Regions from separate parts of the Mus musculus genome. Here regions 1, 2, 3, 4 and 6 are each linked to region 5. A link is a contact called in public HiChIP or PLAC-seq and promoter capture Hi-C data. All regions are on one chromosome and are shown on one strand. The core of a region is the stretch at or near the end of the contact, and the rest is flanking DNA. Distances in the headings are between cores, read along the strand shown. Region 1 holds the start of Vps29 (VPS29 retromer complex component). Region 2 holds the start of Fam216a (family with sequence similarity 216, member A). Region 3 holds the start of Anapc7 (anaphase promoting complex subunit 7). Region 4 holds the start of Atp2a2 (ATPase, Ca++ transporting, cardiac muscle, slow twitch 2). Region 5 holds the start of Anapc5 (anaphase-promoting complex subunit 5). Region 6 holds the start of Psmd9 (proteasome (prosome, macropain) 26S subunit, non-ATPase, 9).

Evidence for each region. HiChIP or PLAC-seq counts read pairs in DNA pulled down with a chosen protein or histone mark. Capture Hi-C pulls out chosen DNA fragments and counts their contacts.
Region 1: a promoter capture Hi-C map of pancreatic islet shows a contact between it and region 5. The contact joins the promoter of Vps29 here to the promoter of Anapc5 in region 5. A contact is called at or near these places in 5 of 39 promoter capture datasets (3T3-L1-derived adipocytes, cranial neural crest, embryonic stem cells and 2 more), 2 of 115 datasets of contacts at active chromatin or transcription factors (bone marrow-derived macrophages and memory CD8 T cells) and 1 of 9 other capture datasets (pancreatic islet).
Region 2: an HNF4G HiChIP or PLAC-seq map of pancreatic cancer cells shows a contact between it and region 5. The contact joins the promoter of Fam216a here to the promoter of Anapc5 in region 5. A contact is called at or near these places in 4 of 39 promoter capture datasets (3T3-L1-derived adipocytes, cranial neural crest, embryonic stem cells and 1 more), 1 of 484 Hi-C or Micro-C datasets (cortical neurons) and 5 of 115 datasets of contacts at active chromatin or transcription factors (bone marrow-derived macrophages, embryonic forebrain, embryonic stem cells and 2 more).
Region 3: an H3K27ac HiChIP or PLAC-seq map of embryonic stem cells shows a contact between it and region 5, with 3 times the contacts expected there. The contact joins the promoter of Anapc7 here to the promoter of Anapc5 in region 5. A contact is called at or near these places in 6 of 39 promoter capture datasets (embryonic stem cells, erythroid cells, hippocampal neurons and 2 more), 1 of 15 datasets of contacts at CTCF or cohesin (the NIH/3T3 cell line), 1 of 484 Hi-C or Micro-C datasets (embryonic stem cells) and 8 of 115 datasets of contacts at active chromatin or transcription factors (the NIH/3T3 cell line, astrocytes, cardiomyocytes and 4 more).
Region 4: a contact with region 5 is called in an H3K27ac HiChIP or PLAC-seq map of microglia, with 9 times the contacts expected there. The contact joins the promoter of Atp2a2 here to the promoter of Anapc5 in region 5. A contact is called at or near these places in 11 of 39 promoter capture datasets (the HPC-7 cell line, HPC-7-derived erythroid cells, cranial neural crest and 6 more), 1 of 15 datasets of contacts at CTCF or cohesin (the NIH/3T3 cell line), 3 of 484 Hi-C or Micro-C datasets (all in embryonic stem cells), 3 of 115 datasets of contacts at active chromatin or transcription factors (effector CD8 T cells, large pre-B cells and microglia) and 2 of 9 other capture datasets (liver and pancreatic islet).
Region 6: a contact with region 5 is called in a FOXA1 HiChIP or PLAC-seq map of pancreatic cancer cells. The contact joins the promoter of Psmd9 here to the promoter of Anapc5 in region 5. A contact is called at or near these places in 1 of 39 promoter capture datasets (hippocampal neurons), 2 of 115 datasets of contacts at active chromatin or transcription factors (memory CD8 T cells and pancreatic cancer cells) and 1 of 9 other capture datasets (pancreatic islet).

The regions. Positions count from the first base shown.
Region 1 is chr5:122,352,491-122,355,971 of GRCm38.p6, forward strand. It overlaps Vps29 (VPS29 retromer complex component), which reads left to right and starts at 1,838. Exons shown (of 4, transcript NM_019780.2): 1 at 1,838-1,986. The coding sequence starts at 1,984. It overlaps Rad9b (RAD9 checkpoint clamp component B), which reads right to left and starts at 1,715. Exons shown (of 13, transcript NM_001382853.1): 1 at 1,649-1,715; 2 at 54-124. The coding sequence starts at 1,685.
Region 2 is chr5:122,371,037-122,374,208 of GRCm38.p6, forward strand. It overlaps Fam216a (family with sequence similarity 216, member A), which reads right to left and starts at 1,306. Exons shown (of 7, transcript NM_026883.4): 1 at 847-1,306. The coding sequence starts at 911. Gpn3 (GPN-loop GTPase 3) reads left to right here and starts at 1,472. Exons shown (of 8, transcript NM_024216.2): 1 at 1,472-1,620; 2 at 2,875-2,983. The coding sequence starts at 1,573.
Region 3 is chr5:122,420,880-122,424,456 of GRCm38.p6, forward strand. It overlaps Anapc7 (anaphase promoting complex subunit 7), which reads left to right and starts at 1,565. Exons shown (of 11, transcript NM_019805.4): 1 at 1,565-1,799. The coding sequence starts at 1,699.
Region 4 is chr5:122,500,437-122,503,855 of GRCm38.p6, forward strand. It overlaps Atp2a2 (ATPase, Ca++ transporting, cardiac muscle, slow twitch 2), which reads right to left and starts at 1,789. Exons shown (of 20, transcript NM_001110140.3): 1 at 1,132-1,789; 2 at 495-512; 3 at 295-377. The coding sequence starts at 1,249.
Region 5 is chr5:122,819,694-122,823,188 of GRCm38.p6, forward strand. It overlaps Anapc5 (anaphase-promoting complex subunit 5), which reads right to left and starts at 1,649. Exons shown (of 17, transcript NM_021505.3): 1 at 1,287-1,649. The coding sequence starts at 1,457.
Region 6 is chr5:123,226,788-123,230,361 of GRCm38.p6, forward strand. Psmd9 (proteasome (prosome, macropain) 26S subunit, non-ATPase, 9) reads left to right here and starts at 1,403. Exons shown (of 6, transcript NM_026000.2): 1 at 1,403-1,657. The coding sequence starts at 1,520.

The DNA of each region.
Region 1 (3,481 bases), core at 588-3,087, 470 kb before region 5:
TGGCTTTTTTTTTTTTTGGTTTGGTTTTCGACACAGCAGGCCTTTTAACTTACACCTTTCTCGGATGGGTCTAGCCACAGCTCATCGCTCACTCGTGATAGCGTTTGTACTGCTTTCCCAAATACTATGGAGGAAAAGAAAGGTGCGTTCACATTCTTCCCAAGCAGTGAAGACAAACCACAAGACTACTCTTGTATGCACAGGACTCAAGTGAAAACCAGAAAGGACGGTGGGATCCACTGAACAACTTAGTCATGCCTGTCAAATGCAAGTGATTCTTCTGTTGCGTGTTAGCGCCCTGTGGGTCAGACTGCCTGAGATGGAAATAGGGGATTTTAGTTTTACAGAGACAAGACTACTCCTCAATCAAAACACTAGTTATCCAAAATTGTTGGCAAACTTCATCCTTCCGAAACTTCAAGGCCTTTTCCGACTAACCCATTTCATCCTGGCTCTACTAATTGCTCTACGCTTGATCTTGGGCTAAAGGCTGGAAACTAAGTGGTTAGCACTTGCATCCATTCATGGGCTATCCATACGACAACAGCATTGAGCATCTTGGCTTCCAACATGCTAGGCTAGGTTAACATGTTGTTAGACTATAACGATCTCAACTTTGATGCTGTGTCAAGCCTTAGCAAAGTGCATCACTATGAGAGGAGGCACCATGACAGGAATTCACCACACGGTGTCCTAATTGTATGTGATGCCACAGAGCTGGAAACAGTGGTTTGAAATCCTTTTTTCCTGAATATGTCCGAACAATTTCCCGTTAAGTGATTACACTGAACTTTTTGGTCAAGATACACCTGGGAGTTAAACTACTCAGCCGATCCACACAGCGTTTTATAGACTAATTTACATTAGGAAATGCCGTATACCCTTACCTACATACACAGTAAGACTTCAATAAATATGCATCGACATAAAATTCAACATTATTTCTCCTGCAAGCCAATTTCCGTGCTAATGCTCTCATTCATTTTGAGTTCTCCCAACCTCTGAAGGGGGATGGTACACTGGCCCTTCTTTGGTCTGTCTACACACAAACCCGGTCCCCAGCCCAAGCATCCCACCCCCCTTATAAGGCTATGTATTATACAGTTCTCCACACAGTCTTTCTAATTTCTGATCTCACTACATGGACTTTTTATTTAGCCCATGCTTCTAACAACCTCTATCAACGAAGGGGCTAATATTAGTCTCATTTTTCGACTGAGGGACAGAGAGGATTGTTCGAGATTATATATTAAAACAAAAACAAAACCCAACAACAATAAAAAAAATGTCTCCGGCAGAATGTCGAATAAAGCAGCAGGTTGGTTTTCCCACAGCTCAAAAATACTTTTGCTGGTCAAGTATTATTTCCCCCCTTGAATTCTCTCCACATCAGCCCTCCTCAATCCGAGTTTAAGGCCCAATGGCACAATTCTTTTCTCGGTCACCGAATTAAACCCTGGACATAAATCAAATGGAACGGGGCTGGCATGCTCTTCGAAGCCCAGCATGGCCCTCGCGAGGCGCGCTATGGCAGCTTCAGTCGTGGCGAAGAATGGCGGAGGAGGCCGAAGAAGACGATGGATAAACCCTGCACGAGGCGTTAGACTTTTCCCTCTTCTAAGTAGCAAAGCAAGAATGGCCGCTCCACCTTTCACCTGGCCGCCCGTCATCCCGCACTTCAGCATGGCTACGGGCAGAGCAGGCATGGAGGGCGCAAGCGCGCCAGCCGCGGGTGCCCGGATGTTGCCCCCGCACTTTCCGCGAGCTCAGCCTTTCCTTTGCCCCGCCCACGAGCGATTTCTTGCAGCGCCGGGTTTTTTTTTTTTTTCCCTTGACGGGAAATGACCCTTACGGGCCCCCGTAAGACAGGCTCTTGCCAACTTCGCGTCTCATTGGTGGCGGAAGAAGTGGGCGGGTCGACCGAGGAGCCTGAGGAAGAGGGCGGCGGCGTTCGTGGTGATTGAACGGAGCCCTGGTGACAGGATGGTGAGCCCCACGGCGGCTGCTACCCGGGTGGGGCCGGGATGCTGCGGCGTCCGGTTGAGGGAGTGGGGTGGGGGCGCGAGGAGGATCCGGGTGGCCGCGGAGTTGGAACGGGAGGACCGCGGCTGGTTGAGGGTGCGGCTCGGCCTGATGTCGCCCCCTCGCCCCAGCGGCCAGAGGGCGTGCGAGGCGGACCCGGCGGCCGGACCCGGTCACGAGATCGGCTCCGGCAGTCGGTGTGACCGCACGTCTCTTCCCTCCTGGTCCTTCCCGGCTTGCTGGGGGTAGCCGGCCTCGGGGCAGAGCGCGAAGTAGCCGTCGCACTGGCCGCCACTCCGGACGGGGACCCGGAAAGGGGACTGCTCGTCTCCTGTGGCCGCTGCGGCCCCATTGAGCGATGTCGTGGGGATCGTTTGGAGCCTGCGGAGATGCGCGGGGTTGTTCGGAGAGCCTTAGCTTACCCAGTCTGCATCAGACCTTTAGGCCCGTCCCCCCCAATAGATTGCTGTCCCTACGACTTTTCTGTGCAGACACGTCCTTGTAATCCGATTTTCGAAGGCACTCTTTGCTCTCTAAAGTTGGGGGGGGGGACTGCTGTTTGTCCTGATGAAGGTTAAAGTGAAGGCACCTCACTGGCTGCTGGGCACGCGTTGCGTTTTTCACAGATTATCCTTGTGCAGACAACCTTTTAAAAAGGTGGCCTAGCAAACACAGAAGTGGATGCTCACAGTCAGCTAATGGATGGATCACAGGGCTCCCAATGGAGGAGCTAGAGAAAGTATCCAAGGAGCTAAAGGGATCTGCAACCCTATAGGTGGAACAACATTATGAACTAACCAGTACCCCGGAGCTCTTGACTCTAGCTGCATATGTATCAAAAGATGGCCTAGTCGGCCATCACTGGAAAGAGAGGCCCATTGGACATGCAAACTTTATATGCCCCAGTACAGGGGAACGCTAGGGCCAAAAAGGGGGAGTGGGTGGGTATGGGAGTGGGGGTGGGTGGCTACGGGGGCCTTTTGGTATAGCATTGGAAATGTAAATGAGATAAATACCTAATAAAAAATGGAAAAGAAAAAAAAAAAGGTGGCTTTATAAGCCGTTCCAAAGGTATATGCTTAAATTCACTGGATTTTGGCATCTAAAAGAGAATTATTTTGCTTTAGACTCCAGTTTAAAGTAGACTAGTTCTTTGATGGCAATTTGGAGACACTTGCAAGGAAGAAGAATTTGCTGGAATGATTGCATATTCATGTCTCTGAAGTCGTTTTGAGGGGTGAACGCTTATGTTTAAGGGCAGTTGCTATGCTGGGCATCACGTTTCTTTTAAATTTTTATTTTGAATTTTTGTGTATGTGTCTCTACATGAGTTTATGTGCACCAAACAAGTTCAGGAGCTACTGGAGACCAGAGGGCTTCGGATCCCCCGGAACTGGAGTTACAGGGAGTTGTGAGGTGCCACGCGGGTACTGGGAACCAAATCCGGGTCCTTCAAAGA
Region 2 (3,172 bases), core at 56-2,555, 450 kb before region 5:
ATATTTACTTTACCAGAAAGGACTTAGGTAAATCTGGTCTCATAGCGTCCTAGTCTAATTCTACAGTGAGATCAAGCCTGTAGTTTGCTTGGTTCCTGTACTTAGCCACATGATATCTTTCTTGTTCTTTAATAGAAGTAATTTCTGTCCTGGAAAGAACAATTACGTTGTGCTGGAACTAGTACGCTGGTTTGTTAATTGTTTCCAATCATGGATCTGGTCTTTTTACTTTTTTCAAAAAATGAAATTGATTCCTGTAGCCGGGTAGTGGTGGCACACGCCTTTAATCCCAGCACTCGGGAGGCAGAGGCAGGTGGATTTCTGAGTTCAGGCCAGCCTGGTCTACAGTGAGTTCCAGGACAGCCAGGGCTACACAGAGAAACCCTGTCTCGGGGAAAAAAAAAAAAAAGTCTTAGCACCAAATATATATTTACAATAAAATGTACATTTAATAATAATGTACTTAATAAACATAAATATATTTTTATTTCATGGCCACGGATTCAGATTCTACAAGAGCCATGATTGTGGGCCTAGTTGGATCCCAGTCATCCCGCCTCTTGATTTTTTTAAGGAAGGAGGCCAGGAGGGGGACAGGGAAGCATGGCATCCAGCTGTGATATCAGAAGTCAACTGTCCTCAGCCATCTAGGGGACAGTTAAAACCTTCCCAGGCCCGAGGCGGCTGGACCCTCGGCTCCCCGCCAGGTTAGGAGCCCGAAAGCTCAGTCTCTGTCCTGCTCCGAGGCCGCCTCGGCAGCCGAGCCCCGCTAGAGCCCGCTCCCCCCCCCCCCCCCCCCCCCCCCGTCTCGCGCCTCCTCGGCAGGGGTTCCCAAGGCCGCCTCACCCTTCACCGCCTTCCGTCCGGGCCAAGGCGGGCGGCCCCGCGACCCCGGGCCAACGGCTCGGCATCCCGTCCACACGCGTGCACCACACCGGCTCTGAGTCGGCGGCCTCCGGCTCTCCCCACTCCGACCCTGCTCAAGTGGCCGCCGGATGGTGCGGAGGAAGACCCGAGTTCCTGGAGCTGTAGACCCGAGGGCGGAGGAACCTCAGGTAACCAGGCTCCTGCGCCTGGGCATCTCTCGCTGACAAGGACGCGTCAGGGCAAATCCATCCACACGCACCCTAAAGCAAGTATTCCTTATCCACCTCAGTATTCTAGACCCTCAGAGGACCTGCAGACCTTCGGTTGTCACCCTATGTGTCAAACCCAAGCACCGGTGCTGCGGCCCGGGGGCGCGGAGCGTAATTCGCGATCCGCTATCACCTAGGCAACCGCCTTCGCCGGAGGCCCAACCGATAACGGCTCTCGGCTCTTTCTCTTTCTCTCTCTGCGCACGCGTGAACGAACTCGTGTCCCCGCCTCCTCTCTGAGCACGGCACGCGTTTCGGAAGGCATTTTGGCCCTGGGGACGCTCCGTAGTCTATGGTGTAGTAAATACCCGTGCTGAACGAGCGATCTGTGGTTGCGATTGGCTCCTACGCACATTCCCCGGAACGCCGTGGCTGTCGCGCGAAGGCTGAAGGGAGTGTGGCCGTCGGCTGTGTGTGAAACCCCCGGAGAGGCGGCATGCCTCGATATGCGCAGCTCGTCATGGGCCCCGCGGGCAGCGGGAAGGTGAGCCTGGAGGAGCTGCGGTGCGTGGGTGGCTGGGCTCCGGGGAAACCCTGGGTATACGGCTTCCTGCTCTCTGCTTGTACCTTGCTTTTTTTTTTTTTTTTGTTTGTCTGGGAGTGATAGCAGCTTTAATAGCTCTTGAGCGGCTTGAGAGAGGGCTGAGCGCTCAAGAGCTTGTTCTGTCCTCCCAAAAGACTTCAGTTCTGTCCAGCACCCAGACAGAGCTGCAGGACACCTTTGCTCCAGGAACTGCCCTGGTCGTTCCAGGTGTCTTCATATCCATTCTGTGTGCTTGATCCTATACCCATTCTACAGATTACAAACACAGAAAGGTTTATTTTGTTCAAAATCATACGCTTACTTAGGTCCGCCCCGGAATCTGAGTCTGGGTTGTTGGTCTTTTTGTTTTTTTGGTTTTTTTTCCCCTGTCTAATTCCAGACAAGGCCCCCTGCCACGCACCCAGTATGGGGTCTTTTCTTCCCTTTTTCTCAGAAGTTTGGAGTATGGGTTTCAGATAAGTTTGTAGATATGCACTGTTTGTGGGCATTTTTTTCTTTTTCCTTTGAGACAGGGTTTTTCTGTGTAGCCCTGGCTGTCCTGGAACTCACTCTGTAGACCAGGCTGGCCTTGAACTCAGAAATCCGCCTGCCTCAGCCTCCCACGTGCTGGGATTAAAGGCGTCTGCCACCACTGCCTGGCTCTAGTTTTTATATTTATTTTTTTTGTGTGATACAGTGTTTCTTTGTGTACATATTAAGAGAATGATGCTAAGGACACTTAAGCACAGTAGAAACGGCAATGGTGACATTTGAGGGATGCCTAGAGTCTATAGAGGTGTTTGTATCATTTTAATATTTAATAAATACAATATTCAGAGTACTAGAGATGGCTGTGTGACTCCACAGGGCCTGTCATCTGATCTGGAAGGTACACAGCTCACCTGTCAGTTACAGTGCATCTGTATGGTGGGGCTGTCCTAGGTAGAGAGAACAGGCTGTCAAAAGGAAGCGTGGAGCGTGGAGGAGGTCATTTCTGTAACCTACGTTAATTTGTAGACTGTGTTAAAGAAACATCCTGAGCCCACGCCCTGCATCTAGATCTGCAGCTCTGGTCTCATCGCCTTCCCAGGGTTTCCCTGGAGGTGCAGTTTGGCTTGGGTGGACACTGGCTCAGAGAGGGGAGAATTGTCTGGGCATGTGGAGGGCGGTACGCTACTGCCTTGGGTGCTAACCCCCCACCTTGTCACGTTACAGAGCACCTACTGTTCCACCATGGTTCAGCACTGTGAAGCCCTCAACCGATCTGTCCAGGTGGTCAACCTGGACCCGGCGGCAGAACACTTCAACTACCCTGTCATGGCCGGTAAGTCCCGGCAGGGCCACCTTCTTCAGGCACCGTAAAGCTCAGAAGGCACTGGAAGCCGGCTGCTCAGTTATTCACGTGCTCAGCCCCGGGGTGAGGAGGAGCAAGATGAGGCCACGGGCCATTTCATGGTGGTGTTTGTGGGTGTGGATGCCATGGCCTCCTTTTCTGGTCTTTGCTGGGAGACTC
Region 3 (3,577 bases), core at 315-2,814, 400 kb before region 5:
ATGTCTTTGTCATAGGCTAGTGAGATGGTTGAGTGGTTAAGAGCACTGGCTGTTCTTCCAAGGTCCGGAACTCATTTCTCAGCAACCACATGGTGGCTCACAACCAACTATAAAGGTATCTGATGCTATCTTCTGGTGTGTCTGAAGACAGCTACAGTGTATACTCATATACATAAAATAAATAACTAAATCTTTTTTAAAAAATGGCCTTGAATCTCAAATTTAAGCAAACAGCTTCAGTTGTTTACATTTTAATTGCATGTAGTTATTTATTTTGTGCGAGTGAGAGGCACATGCGGCTGTCTCAGAGGACAACGTGAAGGAGTCAGGTCTCTCCTCCCACACAGGGGATTGAATTTACAAAACTAGCCTTGCTGATAAGTGGTTTTACTCTCAGGCTGCCCAGCTTCAACATTTGAAAGTTTTGGTTTCCTTGTCGGCAAAGAAGGACTGACAATTCAAAGTACTTATTTGTTTGTTTGTTTGTTTGTTTGTTTTAAGCGTTTTCAAACAGGGTTTCTCTGCGTATCCCTAGCTGTCCTGGAACTCACCCTATAAACCAGGCTAATCTTTAACTCACAGAGATCGGCCCAACTCCCAAGTGCTAGAATTAAACCACCCCCTGCCAACGTTGTTATTTATTTATTGAATATGAGTACACCATTGCTCTCTTCAGACACACCAGAAGAGGGCATCAGATCCCATTAAATGTGGTTTTGAGCAACCATGCGGTTGCTGAGAATTGAACTCAGGATCTCTGGTATAGCAGTCGGTGCTCTTAACCACTGAGCCATCTCTCCAGATCCAAGTTGTTGTTGTTTGTTTGTTTGTTTGTTTCAATGTATTTTTATGAGTATCTGCATGCCTGAGTGTGTATGTCTGTGCACCACATGCATGTATGTGCCCATAGACGCCAGAGGAAGGAGTCGGATGCCCTGGAGCTGGCCTTTCAGACTGTTGTGAGCCACCAGGTAGGTGCTAGGAACCGAATTCCCCTGCAAGAGCATGCAGTTTTAATTTCTGAGGCGGCTCTCTCCCTCTATGGAAATGGCTTCAGCATTGCGATTTGTGAATATGCAATGCAGTAACGAGTTCGTAAAGGCTTGAGATGTTGACAGTGGGGCGATCAGAGATCCAGCTCATCCCTGTAACTATCTTTTCTTCGCACTTGGATCTAGCGGGTCACTTGGACGGGCAAGCCATGCCTTGCACCAAGGAATCTATTCCCAGTGACAGGGACAAGAGTCGCCAGGAGAGGGGGGCGTGCCACCTTCGCCTAGGACGCTCCCGTAGTTGGAGAAAGCCAGCCCTTGCGCGCCTGATTCGAAAATTCAATTTTTAACTGTCCGTTTTCCGCCTCCGCTGTGTTTAGGATGAACTCCTGTGCATTGTTACTAGCCTCCGCGAGGCATCCATTCCTCTCAGGCTGTCTTTAGCGCAGCAAAACTACGATTCCTACTGGGATGGCTTTGAAGATGATGATGATGGAGAAAACCCTTTCGCCGCTGCTTCTTTTTACTCAGGCACGTCCGTGGCTACCTCCATCTTCGGGGGGCGGAGCCGCGTCTGGACCGGAAGGACCCCGGCGCCGTCTCCATTTTGGAACTTTCCCCGAGCCTCTGCTCTCGGTTCCCGGGAGTTCTGTCCGCCGCTGCCGGTGCCGCGGTGTCGCCGGGGGCCACGGTGTTGCCGGGCAGGATGAGTGTGATAGACCACGTGCGGGACATGGCGGCTGCGGGACTGCACTCCAACGTGCGGCTCCTCAGCAGCCTGCTGCTCACCATGAGTAACAACAACCCGTGAGTTGGAGAGGCGGGGAGGTGGCGGTCCCGGGAGCCGGGGTTGGCGGTGGCGGGGGGACGGTGTGGTCCCGCGGAGGGCTGCGCGGGATCCGGCCTCGGTGGCCTCGGAGTTCTGGCTCCTTCCAGAACGACGAAGTCCCCTGAGTCCCGGGGACCCAGTCCACCGAGTGTCAGCCGTGGGGGTGCCACCCCAGCGGAGGGAGGGGACCCCACTTTCCGAGACTGAGAGCATCGGTGGCGGGCGCGGTGGCGCCTTTTTTTAATTTAAAAGGAACCCTGGCAGTCTAATGTAAGGCCCGACATTGCCGCCGGGGAGTGACTGGTTTTGTGTGGTTGTGTTTACAAACAGGGGTCTCCTGTAGCCCAGGCTAGCCTGCCCCAGGCTGTGTGTGTGTGTGTGTGTAGTCAAGGAAGACCTTGACCTTCTTACCCTCCTGCCTACGCCTCCCAGAAGCTGGGGGGGGGGGGTTAACTGGTGTTTTACACCCCCACCATGCTCTCAGTGTGCGTGTGGACCTTGGGGATCGAACCAGGGATTTCAGGCGTGCTAGGCAAAACACTACCGATGGAGTGACAGTTCTATCTAGCCGGGTTTACTGCGTCTCAAAGGAAGCCCGGGACAGTTGTAGGCTTGAATTGCCTGTAAGGGCCTTGCTTAAAAATTTCCCCATCATTGCTCACTCTTCGACGTGGCTCCGCAAGTCAACCTAGTCATTCCTTTTCTCTAATTTCTCCTCCTGCCCGAGCGCTCTCAGAGCAAGCATTGGCACCGGTGGCTTCACTTTAGAACCGCTGCCTGAGCCGGGCAGTGGTGGCGCATGCCTTTAGTCCCAGCACTTGGGAGGCAGAGGCAGGCGGATTTCTGAGTTCGAGGCCAGCCTGGTGTACAGAGTGAGTTCCAGGACAGCCAGGGCTACACAGAGAAACCTTGTCTCAAAACAAAACAAAACAAAAAAAAATGCTAAGGAAATGTGTTTATTACAGGGAGGTCCAGTAGGTCGACCAAGATCACACCCTGGAGAACATAGAGGAGCGAGTGGATCTGTCTATGATTGGAGATAGTTTGTATTTCAGTCCACCACTGTCTAGTGCTTCCAAAGAACATTACAGTAGCCTTCTACTCCGTGCAGACATTTGCATTTGGCGTGGCTGAGGCTAGTCTAGTGAGACAGCCAAAGGGCTGTGAGGGGCCTGTAATTCAGTCACTACCCCCCACTCCAATTCATTAGTGTGCTTTGGACCGACTAGGCACACACATCATTTGGTCACCAGCTTCTTTTTTTTTTTTTTTTTAAAGATTTTATTTATTTATTTATTTTTATTTATTATATGTAAGTACACTGTAACTGTCTTCAGACACTCCAGAAGAGGGCATCAGATCTCATTACGGGTGGTTGTGAGCCACCATGTGGTTGCTGGGATTTGAACTTCGGACCTTCGGAAGAGCAGTCGGGTGCTCTTACCCACTGAGCCATCTCACCAGCCCGGTCACCAGCTTCTTAGTGTGACACGAGGGACACTGGTCTCTGTCAGCCTTCTGTGTTGATGTTGAGGACTTTTCCCCAGAATCTTAGTGGTGCTTCATAGCAAATGGTTTCCTGTGTTGGGGATAATGCCCTAATCTTTACTCTTGGGTCGGGACAACGTTCTAGCACTGTTTGAACGCTATAGAGCGTCCTCCTCTAGTTAGACTGAATTGGGCTAACCCATGCTTTTCCACGTTAGGTTAGATTGGCAAGTTCTTAGCTACAGGAAGCAGATAAGTTCTGACCTTC
Region 4 (3,419 bases), core at 539-3,038, 320 kb before region 5:
ATGATAACAAATGGAAGAACCCCAACAGAAAAGGACTTAGAGTGAGGAACTTTCTGATACTAAAAACTGGTGAGACACAAGAATTCCAGAGACCCTGCGCAGTCAGGGGTCACCTCTCACTGCACTGTAACCTAAGCAAAACAGCTTCTATCATTTTCCCCCCTCTAATTCTTGAGTTATTTTGTTTGTTTGTTTTTAAACACGGAAACTCAATGGTAATTATTTATTTTCTGGTGTCCCAACGAAATTCTTTCAACTTTTATGGGGAGACAAAATAATTTTTTAAATACTTACGAAAGATATACATGCTGCCAGCAGTAAAATTCTAACTAGTAAGTCTTCAAACTGCTCAATCACAAGTTCCAGCAAGGTTTTTCCTGTTAGAAAAGGAAAGGAAAAAAAAAAAAAAAAAAAACAAACCATTTGTTTCAATTGTCCACATCAATCAGCCTGCACACATCATCTCTCCAAAATAACATGTTAATATTATTTACCTTCTTCAGCCGGCAATTCTAGAAGGCCGAAATTCGACAGCAACGTGTCAGGAGGAAAGCAGAAAGAAAAATGAAGATATTGTATTAGCGCTTTTATTAAAAACTGCTAAATTCACCACCATCGTTGTCTGAATGGCGGATATAGGTGTATGAACGTACAACAATCTGTCTCCACTTTGATACCCCGAGAAAATTATTCAGCCCTGGTAATCAGTGGCCTCGGAACTGCCCGTAAGCCCTCTCCGGCCTCCAGGACCATGCAGTCATTTCAGCTGGGTCATCACTTCTGCCAGATGTGCAACTTTGGGGAGCACAAGAAACGGTCCGAGGGTTTCTCAACAACATCGACGCCTCATAAATCCGCGGGGGACTCAGCCCAGCCGCAGGAACCTCCTCCCTCCTTCCCACTCCCTCTCCCCCCCCCCCAATCCGACTCGCTGAGCGCCGGCCGGGAAGGTCACCGGCTCGAGACCCCTAGAGGTCGGCGATGGCCCAGACCCGCGCGTGGACCGCCCGGCCTCTCGCAGCCGTCGGGCGCCGCGCCGAGCCAAGCCCCACGAGGTGGAGCCGGGTCAGCCATCTTCCTTGGCGCTCGGGCCCGCGCCGCGCCGCTGCAGCCCCGGCGCCCCGCACCTACCGTTGGAGCCCCATCTCTCCTTGAGCTTCTTGACCTGCTCCAAGCTCAGCCCCGTGCTCTCGTTGACCCCGAAGTGGCCCAGCACCTCCTCCACGGTCTTTGTGTGAGCGTTCTCCATGGCTGCGGGGGCCCCGGCCGGCCTCGCCTCGCGTCCCCGCGGCCTCCTCGCCTACCGCCTCGCACTCCGGCCGCGGGCTCGTGCCACCGCGGGCGCCCGGGCGCGGACAGCTGTCCCCTCCTTTTTCTTCTCCTCCTCCTCCTCCGCGGCGGCGGCGGCCGCTTCCGCCTGACCGGGGCGCTGAATCACCCGAGCCCCCTCCCCCAGAAACCGCCGCACGCGGCCCGGCCTCGCCGAGCCCGCCCGAGGGACTGCGAGCCTCCCGCCCCGCCGCGAGTGTGGGTCGCTTCAGCAGCTGCCAGCCGGCCGCGGGCAGCGCAGGCCCCGGGCGCTGCGCCGAGGAGACGGGGCGCAGATGAGGAGCGGCGCCGGGCCGAGCCCTCGGCGCCGGGAACCGCGAGGCAGGCGACGGGAGAGGAGCTGCGCGGCGCGCCGGCCCGAGCCCCTCAGCTCTGCACCCCCGACAGCGGCGGCGGAGGGAACTGCGGCGGAGGAGACGGGAGGTGGCGGCGTCGGGGACGGCTCCGCGGAGGCTGCTCTAATAGCATTTATCCGCCGCTGCCTCCCCTCTCGCCGCCGCCGCGGCATGTGGACGCCGCTCATTGGCCGAGAGAGCCCCCAGCGCGGCGCGGGCGGCGCGGCCCCGCCCCCTCCTCCGGCGCCCTCCCGCGCGCGCGCACCGCGCGCCCACGCCGCCAGCAGGCCCCGCCTCCTCCCGCGCGCCGCCCCCCAGGAACCCGGATCGAGGCCGCGCGCGGCGCCTGTGCGCGCGCACGGGGCCAGGGCCACCTCTGCGTCCACGCTGTGCTCGATGCGCTGCGGCCACCGGCGCGGGCGGAGGGTGAGCCTGACTTTTCCGGGGCCACGGCTTTTCCCGTATCGACCGCGCGCGGGGATAGAGCGCGGAGTTCACGGGTGGGCGCTCTGTGCTGGTTGCCCTGCCGCTGAGGTTGGGGACTGGCTGGGACCGCGCATTGGCAGGGAGGCTCGGGAACGCAGGGGGGCCGAGGCGCGCTCGCACTGGTGTCCTTGGCTTGCCTCCGCGTCCTGGGCAGCGCGAGCCGTGCTCTGCATCCTAATGTCTCCTTCAGAGCCCCCCTCAGCAACCAAGGGGAGGAATTCCGCAGTTCCCTTCCCACACAGCCAAAAGCGCTCATCTGTCGCCTCGGGAACACCGCATCCCACACCCCCAGCCGAAAGCCTCATCTCCATCGCACGCCAACACCAGCCCTTCCTTCCCCTGCGGGTTCTGTGCCCCGACAGGGAATCCCACTCTTGGGGGAGGAAGGAGGAAGTTTTATTTCGTTTTTAGTAGCTCACACAGCCTTTGACACACGTCTGCATAGAAGTCACAGGTTATGCTGTAGCAGCTATGCTAGGTGGCTTGGCTTTGGCTTCCAAATGATGGCTGCTATATAAGACTTCCACTTCCCCCAATGCGAGAGAAGGAGCCTTCAATCCCAAATCTATTCTTAAACCACAGATCATCTGTTGTTTCTGTGAGGTCTGTACAGAGCCTAGCATGCAAGGTAATTTTGCCAATATAAAGAGGCTATACGGAGCCCGCCTGTGATCCCACGAACAGAAGTGGAAGCCACGGGATCAAGAGTTCAAGGTCATGGACAGACACTGAAGGAGTTTAGGAGCAGTCTTCCACGTTGGACCTTGTCTAAAACATACAAAATAAATTTAAAAAGCAGAGGAATGTGGGAAGCCATACTTAACAGGGAGGAGGCCCTTTGCATTGAATTTGCAAATATCTTCACAAAATGCGGCTTCATGAAGGGCATAGATTGCAAAATAAAGCATTTCATCTTCTTGAGTGTTTAGCAACGCCACCCCCCCCCCCCAATCACTTGAGACGTCCCACAAGGCTCCGCCTCAAGACTTAAGATAGATTCCTTCAGCAGATGCAAATCATGGTGCTTTACCCGACTGAAAAAAAAAATCAAGTACGTCACTTCATTTAATTATTTCCAAGGAGTGGAGGCTGGCACGCAGTTCTGATTGATACTTGGAACAGGACCAACAGAACCCTACACGAAACAAACAAACAAAAATTCTAGTGTATAGCAATGCACTCCCTAGAAGCAAGGTGGAAACTGGTTAGGTCACAGCCTCTTCTGGAGGATCAGGTGACTGCCTGCGAGGTGGGGGGTGAGAGGGTGGG
Region 5 (3,495 bases), core at 399-2,898:
AAAGGAGAAAATAAGGTTAGAGATAACGGGCAAAGAGCTTCGGACTGAGAAACGACTGAAAAGAGTCATTTATCAATCATTCCAAACGAGACACATGGAATCAGGATTTTCCTGACTATGCAAAATACGAAGACATACTTCACATTTGTAGATTGGTTTTAGTCAATGGAATAATCTATTAAAAAAAAAAGGAGAAAGAAAAATGAACAGGATTTATAGGATAAGGCTCTCTTTCCTTTGTTACTCTTAACAGGCAACGCTGAGCCCGTCTCCATCAGTTAAATGGACTTAATAATCACTATCTCCTTTGTCTGTGGAAAAGTTAAGTGGGAGACTGTGAAAGGCTTTGCACACCGGGAAGCACTATACAAAGGTGGGTGCTCTAGTTCTCCTGAGTATAAACACATTTCATCGTTTTCTGAACTGGGGAAGGAAGGCTAACCCAGAAGCAGAGCCTTCTCTAGACAAGGTTTAAAATTACTCACTGGGGCCATTTTTAGAAAGTCAGTGTTTACACCACTCTAGATGTAGGTAACCCAACTCGACTTCTTGGGAAATTGTATTTGACATATACTATTTTAAGATTGCCTGTATGGCTGGGTATACAGCTCTAATCTCAGCACTCAGGAGACAAAGGCAGGGGGATCTCTTGAGTTGGAGGCCACCCTGGTCTACAGAGCGAGTTCCAAGACATCCAGGGCAACACAAAGAAACCCTGTCTTGAAAAACAAACCACGGGTTGGTGAGATGGCTCAGCGGTTAAGAGCACTGACTGCTCTTCTGAAGGTCCTGAGTTCAAATCCCAGCAACCACATGGTGACTCACAACCATCTGTAATGAAATCTGACCCCCTCTTCTGGGGTGTCTGAAGACAACTACAGTGTACTTACATATAATAAATAAACAAGTTAGAAAAAAAGAAAAACAAACCACTACAAAGTGAGTTCCAGGACAGAGAAACCCTGTCTCGAAAAACCAAAAAAAACCCAAAAACAAACAAAAAAAGACAAACAAACCAAACTAAAAGAACCTATATGTTAAAACAAAAACAAAAAAAAAAACCCTCAAAACTTATCATTTATAGGAAAAGAGTTAAACCATGCCGGTTAGCTTAGGATGAAATATCATGCAGTTGCTAGTGTTCTTTTTCAGTGACAAGATGAAGCCCCGCCCCCAGGGCCCCTCCCCCGGGGCTGGACCTTCCCTGCCCTCCAGCTCAGGGCGGGGCCCACGCGAAGCGCGCGCGCGCGTGCGGTAATGGGCGGGAAAGAGCGGGCGCCCCTCACCTGCAGCAGGGGCAGGAGCAGCTGGTTGAGCTTCCGCCGCTCCACGAGGCTGACGGCGCCCTCGCCCGTGCGGCCCATCTCGTTGAGCAGCACCAGGACGGCGATCTTATAGGGCGTCACCCAGTCCTTGATGCCAAACAAGTTGGCGTGCACTACCCCGTTGGTCATCATCGGGCTGAAGTCCTGGCTCTTCGTGGACGCCGGCAAGGACAGGCCCTCTCCAGGCCTGCCACGCGCCGCGCCCACGAGCCGCCTTTACGCCATGGCTGCAGCCGCCCGGCACCTTAACCCGCCCAAGACTGTTTCCCACAGTAGCGGGGGCCTCAGTGTCCCTCTCCCACCCCGGCGGTGCCTTCGACCAATCAAAGACCAGAAGGAAGACTGACAGCCAATCAAAACAGCCAAACCTGTAGTGAGCGGGGGTAGGGGAGGGGGTGGGACATAAATGGTGTTATGGCAAATCGGTTCCCTACAGAAACGCTCAACCAAGGCGACCAGGTTCCTAGTCGACGTGGACAGGGATCTGGGAGGAAGACGCAGGGATTTTGATCAGAGACAGCGTGAACTACAGGCCACGCGTGTATTTATTTAATTTGATCTTCCTTCTCGCCCCCATTTAATTGCATCTTTGCCTCTAGCGGTACACGAAATTGAACAAGACACCTCGCCTGTATATGTGTATACCAGGGAAGCTCTCTTAACAAAGACCTTCAGCTGAAGCGATGCTCCTCCCCTTTTGGAGAAAAAAAAAAAAAAACTTACTAAGTAGCATAAACTGGCCTTGAACTCGCGACAATAGCTGAGATGATTTGAATGATCTACCCTGCCCAAAAGACATTTTTAAATCATTGTATTTAAAAGCAATGGGATTAAATTGGCATGTTTAAATTATATTTGCATACTAGATGTGATAGCTCCCTGCCTCTTACTCCAGCAACCTGGAGGCACAGGCAGTGGCAAGCACATCTCCATAAATTCGAGGCCAACCTGGTCTATAAAGCCAGTTCCAGGCCAGCTAGGTCTGCATAGTTAAGAAGACCCTGCCTCAAAAAACTTTTTTTTCGCTAGGCAATGATGGCACACGACTTTAATCCCAGAACGTGGGAGGCAGAGACAGACAGATTTCTTTTCTGAGTTCAAGGCCAGCTTGGTCTACAGAGTGAGTTCCAGGACAGCCAGGGCTACACAGAGAAACCCTGTCTAGAAAAACAAAAACAAAAAGCATTTTTTTCACTCATATTAAATTTTTTTGATACAAGGTGTCACCATGCAGCCCTTTGTAGAACCTGCCTCTGCCTCCCTACTAGCAGTAGGGAGCCACCATGCCTGTCCTTATTCTCCTTTTGTAAGGACAAGAGCCCATGTTTTTCTTCAACATCTCACAAATGCCATTTGTAGGCAGCTACGTGTCAGTTTGCAAGTGCGATACCCATAGTGAAACAAAAGGTAAGACCACCTTCTTGTGAATGGATATCTGTATCCCACCTAAGTCACTACAAAGTCCAACATCAGGTAAATGAAGCTCTTAAAACCAACCCCCGGTCTACAGTATTTTCAGTCTGACTTTTCACAATGCCCCTTCTACTTATCTGTATTTCTCAAGACACTTAGTTCTCTAGAGCTTAAAGTATTATTATCAGGGCTGAAGAAACAGCCCGGTTGTTAAGAGCACTAGAGCACTTGCTGTTCTTGCAGAGAAATTGGGTTTGGTTCCCAGAACCCACATGGTCCATCAGTATCTTCTGGCTTCTGCGGGCACCAGACAGCCATGTGGTACAGAGATATATATGCAGGCAAAGTACTCGTACAAATAAAATAAAAATAAATAAGTATTTTAAAATAAAAATATTATCAGTGATTAGTCATTCTCAGTAGTTTTCATAGCTCTTTATTTTTTAAAGTTTTTTAAAAGATTTATTTATTTATGTATGTATATGAGTACACTGTAGCTGTACAGATAGTTGTGAGCCATCATGTGGTTGCTGGGAATTGAGCTCAGGACCTCTGCTTGCTCTGGCCCTGCTCACTCTGGCCCCAAGATTTATTTATTGTTATATGTAAGTACATTGTAGCTGTCTTCAGACACACCAGAAGAGGGTGTTAGATCTCATTACGGATGGTTGTGAGCCACCATGTGGTTGCTGAGAATTGAACTCAGGACCTTCAGAAGAGTAGTCAGTGCTCTTAATCTCTCCAGCCCCCGTTTTCA
Region 6 (3,574 bases), core at 153-2,652, 410 kb after region 5:
CAAAAACCGGGTCCTGGGGTGATATACCTTAGTTCACAAGAGCAATTAGCCAGGAGCACAACCACTGAAGCCAAAAAGCAAGGTTCGTGCATGGAGAGACTTTCCCACAGCTGTGGACTTGGATGGCTTCCGGCTTTGTTTTAGTTTTGGCAGGTGGTGCTGTCTGTGTGCTGTGTTTTCCAGCCTGAGTGGTACTTTCTTTATGGAGTCGGTTGTACTAAGGTCTGGGGGCCTGTTACACCAGCACCTCGTGACAGAGGTGAAAGTCAATAAATACTTGGACACCCTTAAGAGACACGTTGCTAGGGTGTGTGTACTCTGATCAGGATCCAAAGGGAATAAATTAGTAAATAAAAATGAAAAAAAAGAGCGAGAGATATTACTGTTAGTGTCACACAATAAGGTCAGAGAGCAGAAGGTGAAATTATTTAAGGTCACATGGAATATATATAGTCGGTGTTAATGGTCCAACTTTGAACATAGGTTGTACCATGAGGATCCCCAGCCCGAAAGTGGCTGGGGATATAGCTGAGTTGGTAGAGTGTTCCTGATCCCCAATATTTCATAAACCATACCTGGTGGTACATGCCTGTAATCCCTGCCTGTGGAGGGAGCAGATGGAGTATCAGATGCTCAAAGGCACTGGGCACACTAGGTTATAAAGAAGGAAAAAAAAAAAGGTCTTGAAGTTTTGATGAGGATAGGTTGAGGGAGGTGCGAAATGGATAGAATGGGAGTGGGGGGTTAGAGGGTGTCTGTGATCATGACAATAAGAAATAGAATATTCTAAAAACTTGGGGAGAGCTTCAAGGTCGCCTTCATCTACACAATGAGTTAGAGGCCTGCCTGAGATGCAGTAAATCTTGTCTGGAAAAAGAAAAAGAAAAGAAACAGAAAACAAAAAACAAATCGCTTGAAAGCCTCTTTCAAACACTCAGGGGCTTCGTAGATGTTAAGAACTGAAGTGTCAAGGTTGGCAAGACTGGATCCTCTTACATTTATACAGCTGGTATCCAGTTTACTCAGCCTTCAGATGAGTGAATGAAAAAAAGTGTAAGCCAGATGTGGTGGCTTTAATCCCAGCACTTGGGAGCAGAGGCAGGAGGATTTCTGAGTTTGAGGCCAGCCTGGTCTACAGAGTGAGTTCCAGGACAGCCAGGGATACACAGAGAAACCCTGTCTTGAAAAACGGGGTGGGGTGGGGGGGTGGGGAAACGGACGGATGGAGGGACGGGGACAGAATGAAAAAGAAAGGAATGAACAAGAAAAGTGGAAATGAGTCAGGATAAAGTGGGAGTAAATACCTATGTCCTCTATGGGCCTATTTATCTCTACCGGGTCATCTGAAAACCACGTGGTCTATCTAGCCGGTGACCCCGCCCACTTCCAAGCTCCACCCTTCATCTGTTTCCGTACTTGCGCGTTGGCTGAGCTGTTTTGGCCCCGGGGAGGACCCGTAGCCTCAGCCTCGGCTGGCGTCCGTAGCCGGGAAACCCAGAACTCTAGCTTGAGGTCCGCGATGTCGGGTGAAGACGTTCCGCACCGGGCAGAGTCCTCCGAGGCCCGTGCGGCCGCGGTCAGCGACATCCAGGATCTGATGCGACGCAAGGAGGAGATCGAGGCGGAGATCAAGGCTAATTACGACGTCCTGGAGAGCGTGAGTGTGGCGGGGAGGCCTGCGGACGAGGCTCGGGGTCGCTGCCAAGCAGTGTCCTAGAGGGGGTCTTTGCTGCGTGCCACACGCCCCTTTAAGCATTTTTTCTTTACGTGGGATTAATTTTCATTTTCGGAAGCATTAACTTTGCATTTTAAAGTTTTTTGTTTGTTTGTTTTTAACGCAGCCCCTAAGCTGGCTTCGAACTCGTGATCCTCCTGCTTCATCTTTCTGAGTGCGGGAATCGCGGGCCTGTGCAACCATGATATAGGCCTTAGTGAAACTGCCTCGGTCGCAAGGATAGACTATTTGCTGAGGCATAGTGATAATCGCTACTGTCACTTTCTGTAGGTGACATTACCAGGTTTGGCCTCGCCACCCGCTTTTCTTTAGGACTTTATAAATGTCAACTGGGAGAATTAATTGGGCATCTTGTTAAAATGCACGTTGTAGCCAGGGGAGGCATCCCTATTTAAGCCCAGCGTTTAGAGAGTGGAGGCAGGGGGATCAGGACTTGAGGGTTATTCTTGCCTACATAGTAAGCTCGAGGCTGTCCTGGGTTATATTAGACCTTGTCTCAAAAAAAAACCAAAAAAAAAAAAAAAAAAAAAAAACAAAAAAGAAAAGTAAAAATGAAATGCAGACTCTAATTGGGATAGGGAAAAGACTCTGGATTTTAAGAAAACCCTCACCTCTGCTAATTGCTCTTTTAAGTGGAGCCAGATTAAGCACATTGTCTTTACTGTAAAAGGGGAAACAGGGCCAGAGTGGAGCCAATGCTTGCCCAGTTAGGAAGGGGGAATGGTTGGCTCTGTGATCTGTTTACCTCCTAAGCAGATATATTTTTCATAAAACCCCAAGTCAGTGTATAGAGGAAGGGGAGGCTAAATCACACTCATTGCTGGGCACAATGACATCTGGGTGATGGGTGCCAGATGACGGTGTCATATAGAGGTTCTACAGGCCAGGTAGGTGCTGACCATGTGCCTGAAAGGTACTATCTTGTATGTGTGCTGTGCCAGGAAACTGTCACAGCAGTATTGTTAACTTGTGTCCCTGAAGCTCAAAGGGGCGGAGTCAGGGGCTGGAGAGATGGCTCAGTGGTTTAAAGGCACTGGCCATCATAAGGACTGGAGTTGAGATCCAGAATTTACTACTGTGTAAGTTCACACGCCCGTGGAGACGTTTAAACAGACACAAATCTCTTTAAAGAAAAAAAAACACAAAAACCCGTGTGTGTGTGTGTGTGTGTGTGTGTGTGTACACATATATCTGTGTATGTATGGATACACATATATGTGTATATATGTATGTGTATATGTATGTATGTATATGTGTGTGTGTATACACATATATCTGTGTGTGTGTATGAAAGGAGAAGTCACTTGTTTAAAGTCACAGGCCTCCGGCTTGGTAAAGCTTAAAACAGATAAAAAGCAATTTTTTGTTTTGTTTTGTCTTGTTTTTCGAATGAGAGTTTCTTTTTGTAGCTCTGGCTGTCCTGAACTCAGAGATCCACCAGCCTCTGCCTCTCAAGTGCTAGGATTTAAGGCGTGCACTACCATCGGCTGGCAAAAAGCAATTTCTTAAACTGCAGTAACTTGCCTAACTCCAGTAGAATCAGACATCTCACGTATTGTCTTTTGGTATTGGCCTACCCTTTACTATTTAGCTGGGTGTGGTGTTGCATACCTGCAGCCCGAAGCAAGCAAAAGCATGGAGATTGCCACACGTTCAGGGCCAGTCTGTTTTACACAGTGAGCTCTAGGACTATATAGTGGAACAGCAAGACCCTGTCTGAACAAACCAGCGTTTGGGGAGGCTAGGAGTATAGCTCGGTTTGTCGGATGCATACCGCAGAGACCTCAAGACCTGAGTTTGGTCCCTAGAACTCAAGGCTGTTACTGGTCCATGTCTGGG